7 separate regions of the Mus musculus genome follow, and all the other regions are linked to region 4. Evidence: chromatin contacts called from public HiChIP or PLAC-seq and promoter capture Hi-C data. All regions are on one chromosome and are shown on one strand. The core of a region is the stretch at or near the end of the contact, and the rest is flanking DNA. Distances in the headings are between cores, read along the strand shown. Region 1 holds the start of Ccdc39 (coiled-coil domain containing 39). Region 2 has its middle 32 kb from the start of Gm38512. Region 3 holds the start of 1700017M07Rik (a long non-coding RNA gene). Region 4 holds the start of Sox2 (SRY (sex determining region Y)-box 2). Region 5 overlaps Fxr1 (fragile X mental retardation gene 1, autosomal homolog). Region 6 has its middle 14 kb from the start of Gm46833. Region 7 has its middle 33 kb from the start of 1700017M07Rik.

Region 1 (2,700 bases), core at 58-2,557, 810 kb before region 4:
CTGGCTCCAAACCTTCAATTGGCGGCTATGACTCGGGCACCAGCAGTGATCTTTTATCTGTCCTAATATTGATGGTCCTTAAGGGGAAATGCCCAATCCTAACCAGAGGGGAGAGCAGAGCAAAGCAGAGCAGAGTAGAGTAGAGCAGAGCAGAGCAGAGCAGAGCAGAGCAGAGCAGAGCAGAGCAGAGCAGAGCAGAGCATTCCAAACGTTCCAGTCTTCTCAGAAGATTTACCCAAAAGTCTTTTATGCTCACTTTCAGAGGGCAGAAAATATTCTCTTCTACCTTGTCAATTTGCACAAATCTTCAATTCTTGGTTCCCTCTTCCCCACACCCTAGTACCATTTCGTGGGACTTTGGGTGACTGCTAAAGATGCATTAACTTTGTGGAGCCGGTTGCAATTAAAAAAACAAAAAACAAACAAACAAAAAAACGACTTAAACTGCATGTATTTTAGTTGGTGCAGGTTTGTCCTAACAATGTGAAATATTTCACCATCTTGTGACACCTCGATTCTCACTCTGAAACTCTATATTGCATACTTCACTAAAATGTTTTCCTTGAAAGCACCTCAAGCGATTTTAAACATCACAGAAACACAAATGCTGGCAAGAATGTGTCTTGTGTGTGCACATGTGTAAATGGTGGTTACTAGGAAACACCAAAAATGCATTTGTGATCCTTAATTGGATGGGAAAGGCCTGCTAGCTGGCACCTGAAACAGCTGGAAGAGTGAGACTCGGGTTTTATGGCCCTGAATAGAAATTGTTGCTTCGATAAAACTTTCAAATGTGTAGTAACTGATAGGAGCAGGAGAGAAAGTGGGGAGGCCGGAGTATCAGATCTAAGTGATGAAGTCAGGCCACAAGAGGTGCAAATGAGCAGCGCGGCACCTGTACGTGGGACTTGGTCTTCCCTGGCCCTCCCCCGGATTCCCACTGGATACCCACCTAGCCCAGCATCCTCTATTTACACTCCTTACCTAGTCTTTACCTGGTCATCCATTGGCAGTCCTGGCGGCGTTCAACCAGCCCTTTTACCATTCCTCAGCTGTTCCCCTCTGGTCGTCTCTCCCCTAAATCCCACCCGGTCCTCCTCACCTGATCCTCCAGGATCTTGTTCTCCTGATTGGCCACGGGGATGGCGAACCCATCTTCCCAGTGCAGCTCTGACAAGAACTCACTGCACATGGCGTACGAGGCTCAAAGGAATCACAGACAAGCCACCCAAAACCGTTCCCTGGAGCTCGCAGCCAAGCCTAACCGTCTGTATTCCGCGGCCCTAGCAACAGCCAGGCGCCCTTAGTTACCAAACAGGAAGCACTCAGGCTGGAAGGCGGAACTTCCTTTGAGAATTCCCTTGTCCTTTTTGCAGCCGGTAGAATTTGCTTGCCTGTGTCTGTGAGGCACAGCTCTCTTTGCACGGATAGATACACTCCCAGGACTTCCAAAACGTGCAAATCTGGAAGCTCGGGTGCTCCAGAGGACCACAAAGTTCGGGGATGGAAGGCATAGGCTCCTGGGGTGCCAGGATGGTGGACTACAGGATAGCAGGATGGACGACCACCAGATTGAGGGATAGTATAATACCCAAAAGTGGCTTCAGATTTGTTCTTAAGTCATATATAAGGGACCATGATCTGGGAACACAGATCCAGGCTGCCCCAAATAGCATGTTCTCGCATGGAAACTTGCTTCACTACGTTTTTGTAATTGCAGAAGAAAAGGAAGCAATAAATCAAGGCATTTTTCCAATGCATTGATGAAAACATCACCAAAGACTGTTAGTATTGGGTTTGAGATGGAAGCTGAGAAAACTCACTTTAGAGATGGAAATTTAAAAATTAAGGCTTTATTTTCTGAGTGCTCAGGGAGGCAGCCAGTTTGGGATCTGAACCACGTACGGGGTGGGAGATTATACAGCATTGTTATAGGATGGTAACACAATTCAAAGTGGGGAGCTGGTGGGAACTGCAGCGTTATCCAATTGTATTTTGACATTATGTGTTAAACATGGGAGTACCTGTTGGGAGACTGAGCCTGTACAGAGCACCTGGCTTCAAGGTCCTTAATTCATTCTCCAAGACATTAGGTCCAGAGCTAAGAGTGATAAGGGGACAAAGACGCTGGCAGGAGCATATGAACTTGTTTAACCCTGCCAGCAAGACAGAGAAGTTGTGCCTGAGATGTCTAGACTCAACCGTTTACAACAGAAGATGTTCAGCTATGGGGAAGCCCCTGGCTTCCCTGGGATCTGGGACCTTGAATTTACTTTATCCCTATGATTAAATGGAGTCTGAAAACGAAATGGTACTGCCTGGAGTAAGTTTCCTTTGCTTCTTCCCAACAACAGCATAGTTGGGAAGTCAGTGCTATCCATAGGTTTCAAATACTATCTGGTGACATTCATAGCTTTGGGGTTGGTGAAAGCTAGTGGTTTGCTAAGTTAGTACAGCCCAACAAGCATTACCTGGTCAAATGGGCAATGAACGGCTGGCTATTAAGGAGACTAAAGATAGCTCAAGATAATTTGGCTCTGGGTTTCCAACTCTACACCATCGAAGTTCTGATCAAGTCAGTCAGCTTTAACATAAGAGCAGAACGGCATCCACAGCAAGATGCTCACAGCACAACACTCCTACCTACGGCCCATCCAAAAGGTGAGCTGACAAACATAATATCCCAACTGCCTTCCCAGT
Region 2 (2,700 bases), core at 134-2,633, 790 kb after region 4:
ATGTCACATTGACATCTCCAGGCTTAGAAGACTACACTGGTGAACTCTACCCATCATTTAAGTAAAAAGTAACATCAATTCTATTCAAACTCTTTTTAGAAAATTGAAGTGAAGTTAATATTTCTGTATTAATTATCTGAGGCTAGTATTGGCCTGTTGTATAGAATGTATTGAAACATAAAATCATCGCAAGATAGGAAAATGACAGAGCAATTTCCCTTATTATGATAAATTAACTATTCATACAATTTTGCACATAGAAACAATATAAACAGAACGGCTAACATATCATGGCAAACTGGGTTGGGTTATTCTATGAATAGGAGATTGGTTTACCATTCAAAGTCAATTACAATAAGTGATTACATTAAAAAACAAGAAGACCATATGATGATCTCAATAAATGACCCTCCAACATAATTTGAAAACTACCTAATGGGTGCTATTGGTGGAAAAATAACCTCTCAGAGAACTGAAAATAACAGAAAGTTTCAAATTGATAAAAATAATTTACAAAAAGATGAGCTGGGATCTAGCTCAGTGGCAGAGTGTTTGCTTAGGTTGTGTGAAGCTGAAGGTTCAGTCCACAATACAACAACATCTGAGAATACAGAGTTTCCATCACATGTAATAATGAGAAGTTGACCATTTCCCCCTATAGATCAGGAACAAAATCACTATCACTACCTCCAGCCAACTCTGAACTAGAGATGGCAGTATAACGGGCCAAGAAACAGAAAAGGGGGCACCCTCACTGTGATAGGCTTTAGGAAAAAAAGCTACTAGAACTAACAAATTTAGTATGGTTGAATAACTTAAGATCAGTATATAAAACAAAAACAAAACAAAAAGGCATAAAGAATATCAGGAGCTAAAGGAAAAGCTGAGTCATATCGCCTTCCTGTTTTGGTTTTAACAAAATATCCAAAATTCGTAACATATGGCTAATTACAGCACAAATTTATTACCTTAACGCCACCTTCAAAACCAATAGGCAACCTTGGTTGTCACAAAGAAATAGAGAACCAAGCACTACCTCACATTCTCAGGCTCAGCTTTGGTTTATATCATCCTAACCTGGGGCAAGCTAGAACCCCACATCAGACATACAACCAAAAAAGAAGTCTATATGCACAGGTTCCATCATAAAGCACAGACCTATGAAATGTCAAAACAGTATGTCCTTCTCCAAACTCTAGTCCCAATGAGAGTTAACCTAGATGAACCCTATCCCACAGAATTTAAAAGAACAACTTGATCCAAAATTTCAAGGAGTTAAAGAAGACAGAGCAGTGGCAGGGAATCTCTGTGAACTTAAAGAGGTGAGCGCTAAGCCAAGGATGACAGCCAAAGGAACAAAGGCACTATTGAATGGAGGGAGTGTCAAGGACAAACTGGAATTTAAAAACAGAAATCAAGCTAGGCAGTGGTGGAACATGCCTTTAAGCTTAGCACTCAGAAGGCAGAGGCAGGAAGATATCTGTGAGTTCAAGGCCAGCCTGGTCTACAGAGTGAGTTCCAAAGCTACACAGAGAAATCCTATCTAAAAAAAAAAAAAAAAAAAAATAGGGGGAAAAAGAAGAAAAGAAAACTAAATTTAGTAAAGAGATATTAATGTTGAAGAGAACTCAGCCTTCAATTTGATAGATTTGAAAAGCTCACCTGACCTATGAGCGTCTGAATGACTAATGGTAGCCTAACACTCCCTGAAAACAAAGCGAGTCTGAGATGGCAACCAGTCTGGTGCCAGGCCGGCCCTCGCACGGATCCCAGGCAGGAGTGAACCTGAGAAAGACAACCCCCACAAAGGGCCTACTCAGTCAGCGACAGGGAACTAGCCTGGCATGACTACTAGTCTGGTGCCCTGCAGGCAGGAAGCAGGGTAGGGTAGACCATGCCCTGCCTAGCTTCATAATGACCAAGCATGGTACAGAACTCCTGAGGACACTTCTGAGCCAACCCCAGACACTCAGAGTCCCCACGAGCCATTGAGAGGAACAAATAAGTGGTGGTGTCATAGAAGGGAAAGAAACAGAAGGATGTGGCCACCATAAGGAGAGGCGAAACTGGAGACCTGAGAGTAGTGAGGGGTAGCTGTGATACTACCTGGGAGTACAGTGGGCTCCCATCTTGTGCTGCTACCAGGAATCATGCCTGGGTTTATGGTCCTGCAGCAGCAGGAATCTGTTACCCCAAAAGACCAAGCAGACATCCCTGGTGTGTTCTGCCACCTGAGGGCATATTGATGTCTGATGGCTGTGCAGAACGGGCCCCATCCCTCACCTGGTCATCCTGAGAGAGCTGACCCCACGGCATGAGAGCAGGGGTCTTGACCCCAGCCAGCTGCTGTACTCAGGCGAGTGGTCCCTGTGCATTGTTGGAGTTGAGGGTGAGCTGGCCCCAAGGATATAAGCATGGGAAAGCTGGCCCTACCACTTGTCTCCTGTGCAGTCACATGGAAGAGGGAAAGATACCATCTCACTCCTTTTCCCCTCATTGCCTGTGACAAGTAGGAGACCTGTCCCTGGGGTCACAAGAGCAAGAGAGCTATCCCTGCCAGTCATCAGCGGCGGCACCTGGGAGAGCCAGCCCTGCACCACATCTGGGCAGCAAGTAGAGTTGAATCTGGATGTGGAGGTTGTGGGTGAGCCACACCACCCTGAGGGCATAAGTGTGGGAGAGCTGGCTCTGCCTCTTGTC
Region 3 (2,700 bases), core at 116-2,615, 630 kb after region 4:
TTCTGCTAGTCTGCATTCTTGGATAAAGCTTGCCTGCTCACCTAGCAAGACAGATTGTCATTAGACGGGAAGAGTGCAGTGCCCAGGGGGTGTTTGCTTCCCTTAGCATTGAGTCAGAGCATTGACAAGGCAGGAAGAAGAGATATATCATTATTACCATGAAGAGACACCATGATCATGGCAACCCTTACAATAGAAAGCATTTAATTGGGTCTGGCTTACAGTTTCAGAGGATCAGTCCATTATTACAATGGCAGGAAGCATGGCAGCATTCATACACACAAGGTGCTAGAGAAGGAGCTGAAAGTTCTACATCCCGATTCACAGGCAGCAAGAAGAGAGAAAAACGCTGGGCCTGCCTTGAACATTATAAAATCCCACCCCCAGTGACATGCTTCCTCTAACAAGGCCACATCTACTCTAAGAAGGCCACATCTCCTAACAGTGCCACTGCCTATGGTCCAAGCACTCAAACACATGAGTCTATTGGGATAATTCCCATTCAACCCAGAACATTCCAATCCTTGCCCCCCACAGGCTTGTAACCATACCATAATGTAAAAATGGCATCAGTCCAACTTCCAAAGTTCCATAGACTATAATAAAAAAACAAAACAAAACAGATCATACACTTCCAACATACAATGGCACAGGATATACCTTGCCTTTCCAAAAGGGAGGGGAGGGAGCATAGGGAGGAGATACTGGGCCAAAGCAAGGCTGAAAACCAGCTGAGCAAACTCCAAACTCTGTATCTCCAAGTATGATGTCAAAGTGCTCTTTAGATCTCCAGCTCTTTTCTGCTGTGTTGACTGTAACACATTCTCTTGGGCTGGTCCACTCCCTCTTACCAGTTTTCCTCAGCAGGTATTCCAAGGCTCTGGTATCTCCAACATCTTCAGGTTAAGGCAATCCAGGCTTCACCTTCACAGCTTCACACACGGCCTCTCTGGACCTCCATGCAGGGACACCCCTGCCTCATGCCTAGCCTCAGAGGCTTTCCTTAGTTATGAACAAAGATTCCATAACCCCTTTCTTCTAGCCTTGACTTTATAGGTAGAACCATGTGGCCAAAACTGCCAAGTTGTGCACAATCACCTCTTCATCAGCTCTCTATGTTTCATGGTTTCCTTCACTGTCCAACCCTGGTTGTCCTGGAACTTACTCTGTAGACAAGGCTGACCTTGAATCTAGAGATTTGCCTGCCTCTGCCTGTCTGCCTGTCTGCCTGTCTACCTGTCTGCCTGTCTGCCTCTGCCTCTGCCTGTCTGCCTGTCTGCCTGTCTACCTGTCTGCCTGTCTGCCTGTCTGCCTGTCTGCCTGTCTGCCTGTCTGCCTCTGCCTCTGCCTCTGCCTCTGCCTGTCTGCCTCTGCCTCTGCCTCTGCCTCTGACTATGACTATGACTATGACTATGACTATGACTATGACTATGACTATGACTATGACTATGACTGGCTATGACTCTGCCATGCTGAGATTAAAGGTGTATACCAATACTCCCAGCTCTAAGCTTTTCTTTAATTCCTTTTTACAAGTGAGACCTTGCCCTAAAGTCACCACTTCCTTTATTCCATTTAATATCAGGTTTTTCTTTAATTTGTTTATTTCCTTGAACACAGTCTTACCTTCATTTCATTTCCTGGTTTCCCCCTTCTCCTCAAATTATCCATTTTGTATTTTTTTTTCTTGCTCAGCTTACTCCTTTCCATTATAGATCATCACAAAGGGAACGTCAGTAATCATCAAACAGAGTCTATACTAGGCTATTTTGAGATTTCCTCTGCCAAGGCAATTAATCTAAAGCTCTTCAGTTTTACCTCTGGCAGATTTTTTTTTTAGACAAGGTGCAGAAAGCAGCCACATTTTTCACCAATTTATTGCAAGAACAGTCTCTAGACCACATACTAACATTATTCTCCTCTGAAACTTCTTGACCAAGGCCTCTACAGTCCAAATCACCCTTAGCACCTATGTCTTTCATGGTCCTATTTGTGTGGTTGATTAAGCCTCACTTAAAGGGTTCAATTGATTTTCTAATACAAAGTGCCAAAGTCCAGATTCCTACAAACAAAATTGTGATCAGGCCTATTTCAGCAATACTCCAGCTCCTGGTACCAACTTCTGTTTTAGTTAGAGTGTTACTGCTATAAAGAGACACCATGACTAAGGTAACTCTTACAAAGGAAAACATTTAATTGGGTCTGGCTTACAGTTTCAGAGGTTCAGTCCATTATCATCATGGTGAGATGTATGACTGCATGCAGGCAGACTTGGTGCTGGAGGATCTGAAAATTCTACATCTTGATCCACAGGCATCAGGAAGTACACTGACTTAAACTTCTGAGACCTTAAAGTCCATCCCCTAGTAACACACTTACTCCAACAAGGTCACACCTATTCCAACAAGGCCACACCTCCTAATAGTCCATTCCATATGGGCCAAGAATTCAAACACATGAGTCTATGGGAGCTAAACCTATTCAAACCATCACAAAGTATACTTCCTTTGTATCAGAGAATGATCATCCTTGAAGTCCTCTGATGATGAAGATGTTGTTCTTAGTTAGCATGGCAGGGATGTGTGCACAACACACGCTCAGACATGTAGAGACAAATCCATGTGACAGCTACCTGCTTGTCTTGCATGATACGGAAGATGCTTTGATGGCTATCATTCTCCTATCCACTCCTATCCTTCT
Region 4 (2,700 bases), core at 60-2,559:
TTGAGCGCCTGCCGATTGAAATCTTTACGTCTGGACAATGGGAGATCGGCTAAAATTACCCTCTCGGGTCCTGGGCAGGCAAGATTCTTGAACCCCTACCCCCGCCCCCAGCCCATTCTCCCACAGCCTGGGCTTGCTTGGTGCCGGCTCCTCGGGTTCGGCGGGCCTTCTCTCCGCCTGCACCTGCACCTCTGGACCCCGCGCGCTTCCCAGGCCCCGGCGCCTCTCGGCCGGGCCTTCGTGACTACCACCGTGCCTGTCAGCAGGGGCAATGCCGGCTGCGCTGCCCCATCCTGAGAACGCTGCGTGGGAGGGAGTTTGTGAGCGCAGCCCAAATGCCACCTCCGCGCCTCGCGGTGGGATGCCAGGAAGTTGCGTGACCCTCCCCCCATCCCCTGCACTCGGGAGCTTCTTTCCGTTGATGCTTTCGTCCCCAAGGTTTCCTCTGAAACTGCCACCACTAAAAATCCTCTTGTGTCAGGGTTGGGAGTTAGAAAGAGCGGGAGCAGAGTTCCAGCTTTGCCTTTGCACCCTTTGGATGGGGCAGGTTGGTGGAGTAGGGAATTAGGGGTTGAGGACACGTGCTGCGGTTCCTTGAGCCACACCTGAGTCGGCCTAGGAAAAGGCTGGGAACAAGGCCTGGTCCTAGCTCTGCTCTACAGTCAGCTACATGGGCAGAGGACTCGTGTTTGGGAACCGAGCCGATGACACGGAAGCCAGGAGGGCGCTGAGGCCCGAGGCTTGGGTCTAACTTCTCGTCTGTACGGTGAGAAGAGGGGGTGAGTGGGTGCTGGCGACAAGGTTGGAAGAGGGGCTGCGACAGAGCGCAGTGCCGCGGATGAGCGCAGAAACAATGGCACACCACCTCCGGCTCTGCCAGCTTCCTGAAATACTAGTTGGACAGTCGCCCTGAACCACCCATGGGCCTTGCCCCACCCTGGCCCCAGCTTCCCGCGCCCCATCCACCCTTATGTATCCAAGAGAGAGCCAATATTCCGTAGCATGGGGGAAAGGAGCTGTCGTCTTGGTGCTGTTTACCCACTTCCTTCGAACAGGCGTGCGCCGTGACCTGTTGCTGAAAACGGGGGGCGGGGGGGGGGGATACAAAGGTTCCCCAGCGGCCGGCTGCGGGCCCGCCTCCCCCGCGCGGTTCGGGGCACAGCGCTCTGCTGGGCTCGGCTCGGCGGCGCGGCAGGCCCCGCCCCCTTTCATGCAAAACCCTCTGGCGAGGCTGGGCTCGGGCGCAGGAGCCGGCGCTCGCTGATTGGCCGCCGGAAACCCATTTATTCCCTGACAGCCCCCATCACATGGATGGTTGTCTATTAACTTGTTCAAAAAAGTATCAGGAGTTGTCAAGGCAGAGAAGAGAGTGTTTGCAAAAAGGGAAAAGTACTTTGCTGCCTCTTTAAGACTAGGGCTGGGAGAAAGAAGAGGAGAGAGAAAGAAAGGAGAGAAGTTTGGAGCCCGAGGCTTAAGCCTTTCCAAAAACTAATCACAACAATCGCGGCGGCCCGAGGAGGAGAGCGCCTGTTTTTTCATCCCAATTGCACTTCGCCCGTCTCGAGCTCCGCTTCCCCCCAACTATTCTCCGCCAGATCTCCGCGCAGGGCCGTGCACGCCGAGGCCCCCGCCCGCGGCCCCTGCATCCCGGCCCCCGAGCGCGGCCCCCACAGTCCCGGCCGGGCCGAGGGTTGGCGGCCGCCGGCGGGCCGCGCCCGCCCAGCGCCCGCATGTATAACATGATGGAGACGGAGCTGAAGCCGCCGGGCCCGCAGCAAGCTTCGGGGGGCGGCGGCGGAGGAGGCAACGCCACGGCGGCGGCGACCGGCGGCAACCAGAAGAACAGCCCGGACCGCGTCAAGAGGCCCATGAACGCCTTCATGGTATGGTCCCGGGGGCAGCGGCGTAAGATGGCCCAGGAGAACCCCAAGATGCACAACTCGGAGATCAGCAAGCGCCTGGGCGCGGAGTGGAAACTTTTGTCCGAGACCGAGAAGCGGCCGTTCATCGACGAGGCCAAGCGGCTGCGCGCTCTGCACATGAAGGAGCACCCGGATTATAAATACCGGCCGCGGCGGAAAACCAAGACGCTCATGAAGAAGGATAAGTACACGCTTCCCGGAGGCTTGCTGGCCCCCGGCGGGAACAGCATGGCGAGCGGGGTTGGGGTGGGCGCCGGCCTGGGTGCGGGCGTGAACCAGCGCATGGACAGCTACGCGCACATGAACGGCTGGAGCAACGGCAGCTACAGCATGATGCAGGAGCAGCTGGGCTACCCGCAGCACCCGGGCCTCAACGCTCACGGCGCGGCACAGATGCAACCGATGCACCGCTACGACGTCAGCGCCCTGCAGTACAACTCCATGACCAGCTCGCAGACCTACATGAACGGCTCGCCCACCTACAGCATGTCCTACTCGCAGCAGGGCACCCCCGGTATGGCGCTGGGCTCCATGGGCTCTGTGGTCAAGTCCGAGGCCAGCTCCAGCCCCCCCGTGGTTACCTCTTCCTCCCACTCCAGGGCGCCCTGCCAGGCCGGGGACCTCCGGGACATGATCAGCATGTACCTCCCCGGCGCCGAGGTGCCGGAGCCCGCTGCGCCCAGTAGACTGCACATGGCCCAGCACTACCAGAGCGGCCCGGTGCCCGGCACGGCCATTAACGGCACACTGCCCCTGTCGCACATGTGAGGGCTGGACT
Region 5 (2,700 bases), core at 50-2,549, 610 kb before region 4:
GTCTTCACTTTAGAAAGCTGTGTTAGCTTTTCTCTTGTTGCTAGTAGTTTGTTTTGCAGTAGAAACCTTAGCTCTAACAAATTTAGAGTTTGAATTTTTATAGCATGTAAGTCTAATATATTTATTTTTATCTAGACTACCATCCTAAACTCAGTTTTGTAGCTTTTAGCTGTTTAGTTCCTGATTACATACAGTTGGTGGTTTGTTTGCTGAACGCTAGCTGTGGGGTTTTAGTTTCTGTTTCCCCTTTTGTAAGGAGTATACATTAGTTTGTAGTGGATTGCATAAAAGGAAGACATTTGATGAGGTCTTAAACAACCAAAAGTAATAATTGAGCTTGGCCATATAATTCTCCAAATGGGTTATGGCAGTGGCCGTGGGGCCTGGGAGCTGGAGACACTACTGCATTCTGTCATCTGCTGCAGCCGTAAGAATTCTTTAAGTGTAGGTGTAGACTTATTGAGAAAGTGTCAGCAAGAGCCATAGACAATTTTGGTAGTTCTGAAGTTAGCTTGATGCTAAGATATCCCTTCCCCTGTTTCTCTTCTCTTTCAGTAAAGAGGTTTAGGGTGTCTCTGGAGCTGATTTGGATGGGATTGTAGTCTGATAAGGTGAAATCATATATCAAAAGGAGGTCAAGACTTATTTTCTGTAAAGTGGAGTTTTTGTGAGATACTTGGAGAATTGAAAGTTTGTGGCTGGAAAAGGAGGGTGGCTATATTGATGATCCTATATTCAGGCTTTAAACAAGGCCCTTTGCTGTGTGTAAGCAATCTTAGCAAATGTTAATTTGGCTGGAATTCTTTAAGCTGGCCAGGAACTTCATCAAGCTGATGGCTCCTTCCCCTTTCCAGGTCTCATTAATTTCCCTGTCTTTCTTTTCTGCCTCCAATTTAGTGGTAGTGGTTTCAAAAGGATTCCTGTCTATAGCCTTTTTATTTTTCGTTGAGAGGGCTGGTTGCTGTAGAACTCCTAACTGACCAAAGACGACCTTGGGTATCTGATACCCGATTCCCCTGCTTCTGCTTCAGATCTACAGATTTCAGATGAATGGTGGTTCTAGCAAGACTTCACTGTGCTCTCCTGTTACAAATTGGGTTTTGATGATTTTTTTCTGTAAATATGAAAGTCTCCATCATTTCTACTGGTAGTATTGTTGTAAGACTTAAATCCACTGTTTCTCTTTAATGGAAAGAGCTCTTAAAAAAGAATGAGATTTTTTTTTTTAAAGTACTGTTTGTAACATTCCAGGAAGTGAAACTTTGGGTTGGTGTTGATATGTATTGCTGCAGTTGTTTCTTTCTCTAAAATGAGAGGATTTGGAAGATCATTTCAAAACTGTATCTTCAATGGCTGTTCTGTGTTGTACTGTGTACTTTCTTCAAGCTGTTTATGCTTCCATATCAAACCTGCCAAGCACCTGAGGGTAGATACTTGAAAACCGAAGCAAAGTTGTTTATGTTGATAATGTGGGTCACAAAACAAAGTGAAATAGGAAAAGAGCAAAGGTAGAAGAAATTGTAACACATGTAACATCTTAAAAGTTGTATATATTAAAACTAGAGTCTCAATTTCATTGTTTGGTCTTTCCTCATGTTCTTATTGACTGGGAAACTTACGGAATTTAACTCTTAGTTGAGAGTTAACCTCTACCCCCAGCCCACCTTCTTTCCTTTGTGATTTATCATGGCTCGGCTTTTAGGTGGGTTTTGTTTTGTCTCAAAATTCTTTATTAGAAATGACTTCCTTACACTGGGATTATGAATAATTTACTTATGTCCTCCCCTCCCCCCAATTTTTTTAAAAAATAAAAATTTTTTCCATACCCTACCCCGTTTTTGAGGCAGGTTTTCTGTTTGGTTCATTCTGCCTTCATACTCACTATGTAGTCTGGACTGTCCTTGAGCTTATTCTCTTGATTCAGCTTCTTGAACATTGGGAATAAGAGGCACATGCTATCTTGCCTGGAAGAAATTTATTAAGTCTTTTAATCATTAATTTTGTGAAGACAAATTTGTGGTGGTGGTGAAAATTGAGTACAGGTGCTCTACCACTGAGCTGCAGTTCCCATCCCTTGATTAATTTGAAACTAGATCTTTTCAGTTTTGGCTGACTTTGAACCTGCTCTGCCTCTTGAGAGTTAGTGTTTCAGGCCTTGTGCCACCACACCCAGCTTAATTTTCCATAAGAATTAGCAAAAAGTCTGAGTACTGCTTAAAAGTAAATCACTCTCTTTACCCTCATTTAAAAAATTCTAAAGCCAGGCGGGGTGGCCCACGCCTTTAATCCCAGCACTCCTGGGTAGAGTCAAGTGGAGCTCTGTGAGTTTGAGGTTCCAGGACAGCCATTCCGGGAGCAAGGAGAACAAGTTTAAAGTCCTGCCAACATGGAAGATTCCCGGAAAGTGGCTCTAGGGGCTATTTTCCCCATTGGGTCTGCAGTAGCAGAGATGAAATACAGATTTTAAAAGATATTAACTCGGGAATACTGGAGGGGAGTGTGTGCTTGCCTTGGGGAGGTTTAGAAGTGCCCAGTCATTGAGCTAGCTAGTCAAGGTATATCAAAATTAGCTGTTGTGTGTGTTTGTGTCTTTCGTTCACAGCCCAGCTCGAGACAGCCAGGAACCAAAGTGGATTTAACTAATTCACTGCTACAGATGACACCCAACGTGGGGCAAGAACTTACTTTTAAAAATTAATT
Region 6 (2,700 bases), core at 190-2,689, 660 kb before region 4:
AGAAATAGACTCTAACCATAGTTGGATGATTTCTTTACAGAGTGCCAAGACTATTCAATGGGTCAATAGACTATTAACAAATGGCCTTGGGATAACTATACAGCTACACATAAGAGGGTAAAGAATTTATGGGCTGGGGATACAACAGAGTTCTTGCCTAGCATGGACAAAGCTGTGAGTTCGATCCCCATCAGTGCATGTTCCAAGCATGGAAACCCAGCACCTGCTCTTAGAGGCAGCAAGTCAGAAGTTCATCCGCTGCCACAAAGTGAATTTGAGGCTTGTCTAGGATGCTTGAATCTCTGCCTCAAAATAAGATAATGATAGGCTAAAATCAAGAATGCAGAACCCTACCTCACATCCTACACAAAGCTTCACACAAAATATACCATAGCCATAATTCTAATTCTACATAACTCCTTGAATGAAACATGAGAGTGTTATTTTACCTTTGTTTTTTAATCATGGTACTTGCTTTGTACACTAGGCTGGCCACAAATTCCCAGAAATCTACCTGCTTCTGCTCTCAAGTGCTGGATTAAAGGTATGCACCACTGCCCATCCCGGGAGTAGATAAAGATGCAATCACAACTGCTCACCCTGGAGTACATAAGGATGCTTATTTTTGTTTCAGATTGGTTTTGTTAATAGTTTGTGGGGCCTGGAGAGGTGGCTCAGCAGTTGAGAGCACTGGCTGCTCTTTCAGAGAATGGGGGTTCGATTCCCAGCACCCACATGGCAGCTCACAGCTGTCTGTCACTCCAGTTCCAGGGGATCCAACACCCTCACACAGACATACATGCCGGCAAAACACCAATGCACATGAAATAAAAGTAAACAAAACTTTTAAAATAGCCGATGTGTTTAATGATTCGTTAATTAAGAAGTTTCTTAGGTCCAATACTAAAAGTACAAGCAACCAAAGAGAGTGGTCCACCCAGAAGACTCTCAGCAACAAGAAGGGATGGGATTCTCCGCCACAGGTCAACTTTCAAAGCACTGTCTCAAACACAAGAAGCCACAATGAAAAGCTACACTTCATGATACTGTTCATTTGAAATACCATACATAGGTAAATTCATAGTGACAGAAAAATGAATAATACTGAAGGGCTGGAAGGAGGTCAGCAAATGAATGTTGATGGGCACCGGGTGCCTTTCGGGGCTTTAAAAAGTTCTAAAATGTGCTGTGGTGTTGACCACACAATCATAAAAAAAAAATTTACTAAAATGCATGGAGCATGAACTGTAAAACGGAATGCTGTGTGACATAGGACTGTTTCTTGATAATCTGTCTTTTAGAAGCAGGAATGTTCCCTAAGCTAACGCCCCAGACCTAGGAGTCTACAGTGCAGAAATAGCAGCAGATAACACGGTGCTTGCAGTAAGTGTCTTTGGCAGTACTCAACACAGTGTCACAAGGGCACACTGAGCCCCAGCGCTCCAGTCGCTGAGTTCTGAGCTTCAGACTCAAGGAAACACTGCCATTGTTTCTATGGAGATCAGCGGCGCTGTGGCTGATGGGATCAGAATTCTGTGTCCACCACCAAGGTCAGGAATTCAGGGTCCTGGGACAGACGGTCTGTCATCTAGTCAATCAATGGCCTCTGTGAGTTGAACAGACGGAGAGGAATAGGGTGTGGTATATTGTCAGAGCTTTTGCCTAGCATGGTCCTGGCCCTAGGTTCCATCCGTAGCCCTACACAGAAAGAAAAGTGGGAGCAGAGAGGATAGGTCAGGATAGTGTTGGGGGAGGAGGAGGTTAAAACAAAGTTATTACACTGATTTCTTTTTTGTGTGTATGTATAGGTCTCTGTGTGTGTGCATACTAAGGCCTGTGTGTGGAGGTTAGATGACAATTTGTGGGAGTCGGTTCTTGCCTTCCCTGGGCTGGGACCTAGGAGCCAAGTCAGGTTGTCAGGCTTAGGAGACAATCTTTCTCTTGGAGACATATTTTCAGCCCAGGAAGGAGGATTTTTAAGAATTTTTAAGTTACTTAATATGCTTCAGTGCCTGACCATAGAGGTGAACAAAGGGAGAAGTCATGAAATACACAGCAGAAATGGAACCCGACGACCGACCCAGGACATTTTGTATTCCATGCCTCTGAGAAAATTGCATTCAACATAGAATATACTCTTCCTGGGATAAGCCAGGCTTATCCTTTTTATGCTTAGGTATCACAGTTGAACCATCTTTGTAAATCACAGTATAGTCTATAAAGTGCCCAATGTTATGCTAATACGTTAAAAATAAGATTTCTTGCTGGTATGATGGTGTTCTCTTTAATCCCAATACTTGGGAGGCAGAGGCAGGCAGAGGCAGGTAGAGGCAGGCAGAGGCAGGCAGAGGCAGGCAGATATGTGTGAGTCCAAGGCCAACCTAGTGTTCTAGTGAGTTCCTGGATAGCCATGGCTACAGGGAGACCCTGCCTCACCAGTACTCCTCCCCAAAAACAAACAAACAAACAACGGATTTATTGCTGGGCGTGGTAGCACTAAGCCTGAGGTCCAAGCACCCAGGCAAGTGAGACCAAAGGGTCAGCGTGCCCATCCCAGCCTGGAGCCGGCTGAACAGACCTTGAGTTCGTGCCACAACAGACCTTCACGACCTAGGTGGAGTCACCTGCCTTGGTTGCACATGCAAGTTCCCACAGGAACTTAGAAGAATACACTACCTGCTGACCTCGCTTTGCAACATA
Region 7 (2,700 bases), core at 179-2,678, 590 kb after region 4:
GCTCATGGTAGTGGTCAGACCTCAGCTTCAGGGTTCGAGTTTTTTTATGTATCATTCACATTGTTTTCTTGACGCCACATCTTTCGCTGGGACCTGGGACTTACTGATCAAGCTAGGCTGTTCAGCCAAGTGAACTCCAGGGACCTACCAATCTCTGCCTCTCTAACTGCTAGGATTAGAAGTATGTACCACCGCACACAGCTTTTTCTGCGGGTTCTGGGAATGGAACTCAGGTCCTTGTGCTCAGGTAGCAAGCATGTTTCCCTCTGGGCTATCCCCTCAGCCTGAGTTCTCTTCTTTAGCATGGCTAAACTCAAACCAGAGTCCCTATCAGCAGCACCCGAGAATCACACACTGTTTGTTCTCTTTGGGGACATGCATGCTGGGTTTGTTTTGTTTCTATTATTACTATTATACTTGCTCTTAGGAGGTTTCTACAGTCATCCTAGAGGCTCCATGGTAGCTTGCCATTTTCTGTGGCAGTGGGACCTATAAGAAATACTGAGTCTAAATGAAGGAACAAATGGCTGCACTAGCACCATGAAGTCTCCATTGGCAAGTGACGGTCTCCTACGTAATCACCATAAACGTGATGACAATCACTAAAAGGAGCCAGCAATCTAGAGATTCATCTTATTAAACATGTTTTTGCACGGTTCCCTCCTTCTGCTCTCTTAGTTGCATTTCTGAGGCTCTCAGGGTCATGCAATCTTGACTAGAACGGAAAACTCTCCAACCAGTAATAATCCAGGAAGACATCAAAAACGCCCAGACAGAATCAGGCTAATATTTCCTCACCAGGTGTCTAGCTTCTTAATCTAGTGATAATATCGCATTCCAAAGAAAGGCACCGAGACCCTCCCTACCAGAGCTTTAAGCACTTGCCTCTCCACCTAGGATTACCAGCTTGCCTTAGCAAACATTCTCACCTGCACAGAGCAGGGGCTGATCTCCAATTGCTAAGAACTGTCGGTGGGAGGGGAGAGTGAGCAACAGCCCAGAGAAAACTTTTCTTTAGAAGCCAAGACCCAGAGAAAAATTCCAAAGTTTCATGTGCATACGCTGAGCTGCCTGGGACTTCATTTACATTTCTTAAGCCAGGCCCTTCTTTAAAATCAAGAAATGAAAAGGCAGGCTTCCCAGAAAGGCACGTTTTAAGGACTGCCTCTTAATAGGCATCTGTGTGAAAGAGAGTAAAGACCCATGTAAAGGGTGAAGCTGGAAAACCTTGTGTGGGATTTGGCTGAGTGGAGTTAAGGTCTTTTTTTGGTAGAAGGCAGAGAAGTGAGACAGACATCACAGGCTGTGAGGCCATCCTGGTGACATGAGTTTGTCACTTTTCCTTCTGGGATCTGGCCACAGGCATGCTGGGGAGGCACTGGAGATTGGTGCATGGGGAGCGTTGGGGACTGGAGGCCGGGTCAGACCCAGTGTAGGCACTGAGCTGCTACTGATAGCACTTCCTGTAGCCAGCACTGGGGACAGGGCCTCTGTCAGAATGTCTTTCTCCAGCTCCTCCAGTAGGAATGATTTAGGAAGTAAATAACAATAAGAACAATACCTTGCCCGTCCCCTCCCCCACCAAGCACATCAGAGTTACAGTTGCTGGGAGATGAGCCTTGTATTCATTAATATGTGAATAATTAAAATTCTAAAGATGGTAGAGTCAGAAGATAGATCAAATGGTAAAGTGCTGACTGGGCAAAAGCCAGGTCCCGAGTTTGGTCCCGCATACCCATGTGAACAAGAAAGAGGTGGTAAATGGTCGTCATCCCAGCTCAGGCAGCACCAGTGAGGCAGGGAAGCGCATCCTGGAGTTCACAGGCCAGCCAACCTAACCTCATGAATGTGCACACGCATGCGCATGCACACGCACCTCCACAAACCTACAGTATGATCCTAATGCAGAACTGGGCTGAGAGCTGCCTTAGTGCTGCTCACATAAGTACCCAGTTCACATGCAAGTGTGTTTCCTGGGGGCTGATGGGATATGTGTGCCAGTTACGTGTGTCAGAGAGGAGGTGCTAGGGAGCCCTCTGCAATGACATGTCTCTGTTCCACAGGGTCACACTCTGAGGAGCAGAAGTTTCCCCACAATTGGACTCTGAGTGCACACAGGACATAGAACACTGAGGTCATATGGTTCAGGGATCTCTTCTGTACAAATAAACCCCTGTCATCATCCTTTCATGCTGCCTGTGGAAACACCCATCTACCTCGTAGAAAATACATCATACATACATACATACATACACACACACACACACATACAACCATGAGAAAAGCAGCCGAAGGGTGAGCTGTAGACAAACAACCCTGCATGAATCACATTAAAGAGTAGGAAAATGCTTTTCCAGTGTTTTACTCGGGAGTGTGGAGTTTCAGAGAGAACTTCCCTTGTCTGCTTGAATAACGGACCCTGGAGCACAGCACATTTATTAGGAGATGTTACAGAGTGCTGCTATTTGTTGTGAGTAAATGAGAGTAGTTATTCCAAGTCTAAGAAATTCTCCTGCAGATATCCACTTGTATACAGATGTCAGTTACTAACACTTGTTTAAAGAAAAAAAAAAAAAAACAAGCAGAAAATGTCAACCAACTGGGTACTTTCTGGTATATTCACGTTATGGAACAGTATATGCTATCTGATGGAGATCTGCATCTATTAATGTGTGAGAAGTCGTCAGACGCCCATAAAAG

The links. Promoter capture Hi-C pulls out the DNA fragments that hold promoters and counts their contacts. HiChIP or PLAC-seq counts read pairs in DNA pulled down with a chosen protein or histone mark.
Region 1: an H3K4me3 HiChIP or PLAC-seq map of forebrain shows a contact between it and region 4, with 4 times the contacts expected there. The contact joins the promoter of Ccdc39 here to the promoter of Sox2 in region 4. A contact is called at or near these places in 8 of 39 promoter capture datasets (cranial neural crest, embryonic stem cells, frontonasal cranial neural crest and 4 more), 4 of 484 Hi-C or Micro-C datasets (cerebellum, cerebral cortex and cortical neurons) and 7 of 115 datasets of contacts at active chromatin or transcription factors (SST interneurons, astrocytes, bone marrow-derived dendritic cells and 4 more).
Region 2: a contact with region 4 is called in a promoter capture Hi-C map of embryonic stem cells, with 5 times the contacts expected there. The contact joins the enhancer-like site here to the promoter of Sox2 in region 4. A contact is called at or near these places in 4 of 39 promoter capture datasets (cranial neural crest, embryonic stem cells and second pharyngeal arch cranial neural crest), 10 of 115 datasets of contacts at active chromatin or transcription factors (craniofacial prominence, embryonic basal ganglia, embryonic forebrain and 6 more) and 1 of 9 other capture datasets (embryonic stem cells).
Region 3: an H3K4me3 HiChIP or PLAC-seq map of neural tube shows a contact between it and region 4, with 3 times the contacts expected there. The contact joins the promoter of 1700017M07Rik here to the promoter of Sox2 in region 4. A contact is called at or near these places in 5 of 39 promoter capture datasets (cranial neural crest, embryonic stem cells, hippocampal neurons and 1 more), 7 of 115 datasets of contacts at active chromatin or transcription factors (embryonic fibroblasts, embryonic forebrain, embryonic hindbrain and 4 more) and 1 of 9 other capture datasets (embryonic stem cells).
Region 5: a promoter capture Hi-C map of embryonic stem cells shows a contact between it and region 4, with 2.9 times the contacts expected there. The contact joins the enhancer-like site here to the promoter of Sox2 in region 4. A contact is called at or near these places in 6 of 39 promoter capture datasets (the SN4741 cell line, cranial neural crest, embryonic stem cells and 1 more), 2 of 484 Hi-C or Micro-C datasets (both in embryonic stem cells) and 8 of 115 datasets of contacts at active chromatin or transcription factors (cardiomyocytes, embryonic forebrain, embryonic hindbrain and 2 more).
Region 6: an H3K4me3 HiChIP or PLAC-seq map of embryonic stem cells shows a contact between it and region 4, with 5 times the contacts expected there. The contact joins the enhancer-like site here to the promoter of Sox2 in region 4. A contact is called at or near these places in 5 of 39 promoter capture datasets (the SN4741 cell line, cranial neural crest, embryonic stem cells and 2 more) and 6 of 115 datasets of contacts at active chromatin or transcription factors (craniofacial prominence, embryonic hindbrain, embryonic stem cells and 2 more).
Region 7: a promoter capture Hi-C map of liver shows a contact between it and region 4, with 5 times the contacts expected there. The contact joins the enhancer-like site here to the promoter of Sox2 in region 4. A contact is called at or near these places in 9 of 39 promoter capture datasets (cranial neural crest, embryonic stem cells, epiblast stem cells and 5 more), 7 of 484 Hi-C or Micro-C datasets (cortical neurons, embryonic somatosensory cortex, embryonic stem cells and 3 more), 8 of 115 datasets of contacts at active chromatin or transcription factors (embryonic brain, embryonic forebrain, embryonic hindbrain and 4 more) and 1 of 9 other capture datasets (embryonic stem cells).

Annotation. Positions count from the first base shown.
Region 1 is chr3:33,843,003-33,845,702 of GRCm38.p6, forward strand. Ccdc39 (coiled-coil domain containing 39) reads right to left here and starts at 1,308. Exons shown (of 20, transcript NM_026222.2): 1 at 1,103-1,308. The coding sequence starts at 1,192.
Region 2 is chr3:35,436,513-35,439,212 of GRCm38.p6, forward strand. No RefSeq gene overlaps it. Among named protein-coding and RNA genes, the nearest start is that of Gm38512, 32 kb to the left of the region's middle. Within about 2 kb of position 1,384, at least 3 of the 459 cell types and tissues checked have an H3K27ac peak or open chromatin away from gene starts, as enhancers often do. A contact at or near this core is called in embryonic stem cells, where this site is marked.
Region 3 is chr3:35,274,766-35,277,465 of GRCm38.p6, forward strand. It overlaps 1700017M07Rik (a long non-coding RNA gene), which reads right to left and starts at 1,366. Exons shown (of 2, transcript XR_880766.1): 1 at 852-1,366.
Region 4 is chr3:34,648,686-34,651,385 of GRCm38.p6, forward strand. Sox2 (SRY (sex determining region Y)-box 2) reads left to right here and starts at 1,310. Exons shown (of 1, transcript NM_011443.4): 1 at 1,310-2,700. The coding sequence starts at 1,731. The coding sequence ends at 2,690. All of the region lies in intron 3 of Sox2ot (SOX2 overlapping transcript (non-protein coding)), which reads left to right. RefSeq lists a promoter at 797-1,547.
Region 5 is chr3:34,033,717-34,036,416 of GRCm38.p6, forward strand. All of the region lies in intron 1 of Fxr1 (fragile X mental retardation gene 1, autosomal homolog), which reads left to right. Among named protein-coding and RNA genes, the nearest start is that of Fxr1, 15 kb to the left of the region's middle. Within about 2 kb of position 1,300, at least 39 of the 459 cell types and tissues checked have an H3K27ac peak or open chromatin away from gene starts, as enhancers often do. A contact at or near this core is called in embryonic stem cells, where this site is marked.
Region 6 is chr3:33,988,027-33,990,726 of GRCm38.p6, forward strand. No RefSeq gene overlaps it. Among named protein-coding and RNA genes, the nearest start is that of Gm46833, 14 kb to the left of the region's middle. Within about 2 kb of position 1,440, at least 18 of the 459 cell types and tissues checked have an H3K27ac peak or open chromatin away from gene starts, as enhancers often do. A contact at or near this core is called in embryonic stem cells, where this site is marked.
Region 7 is chr3:35,241,628-35,244,327 of GRCm38.p6, forward strand. No RefSeq gene overlaps it. Among named protein-coding and RNA genes, the nearest start is that of 1700017M07Rik, 33 kb to the right of the region's middle. Within about 2 kb of position 1,429, at least 8 of the 459 cell types and tissues checked have an H3K27ac peak or open chromatin away from gene starts, as enhancers often do.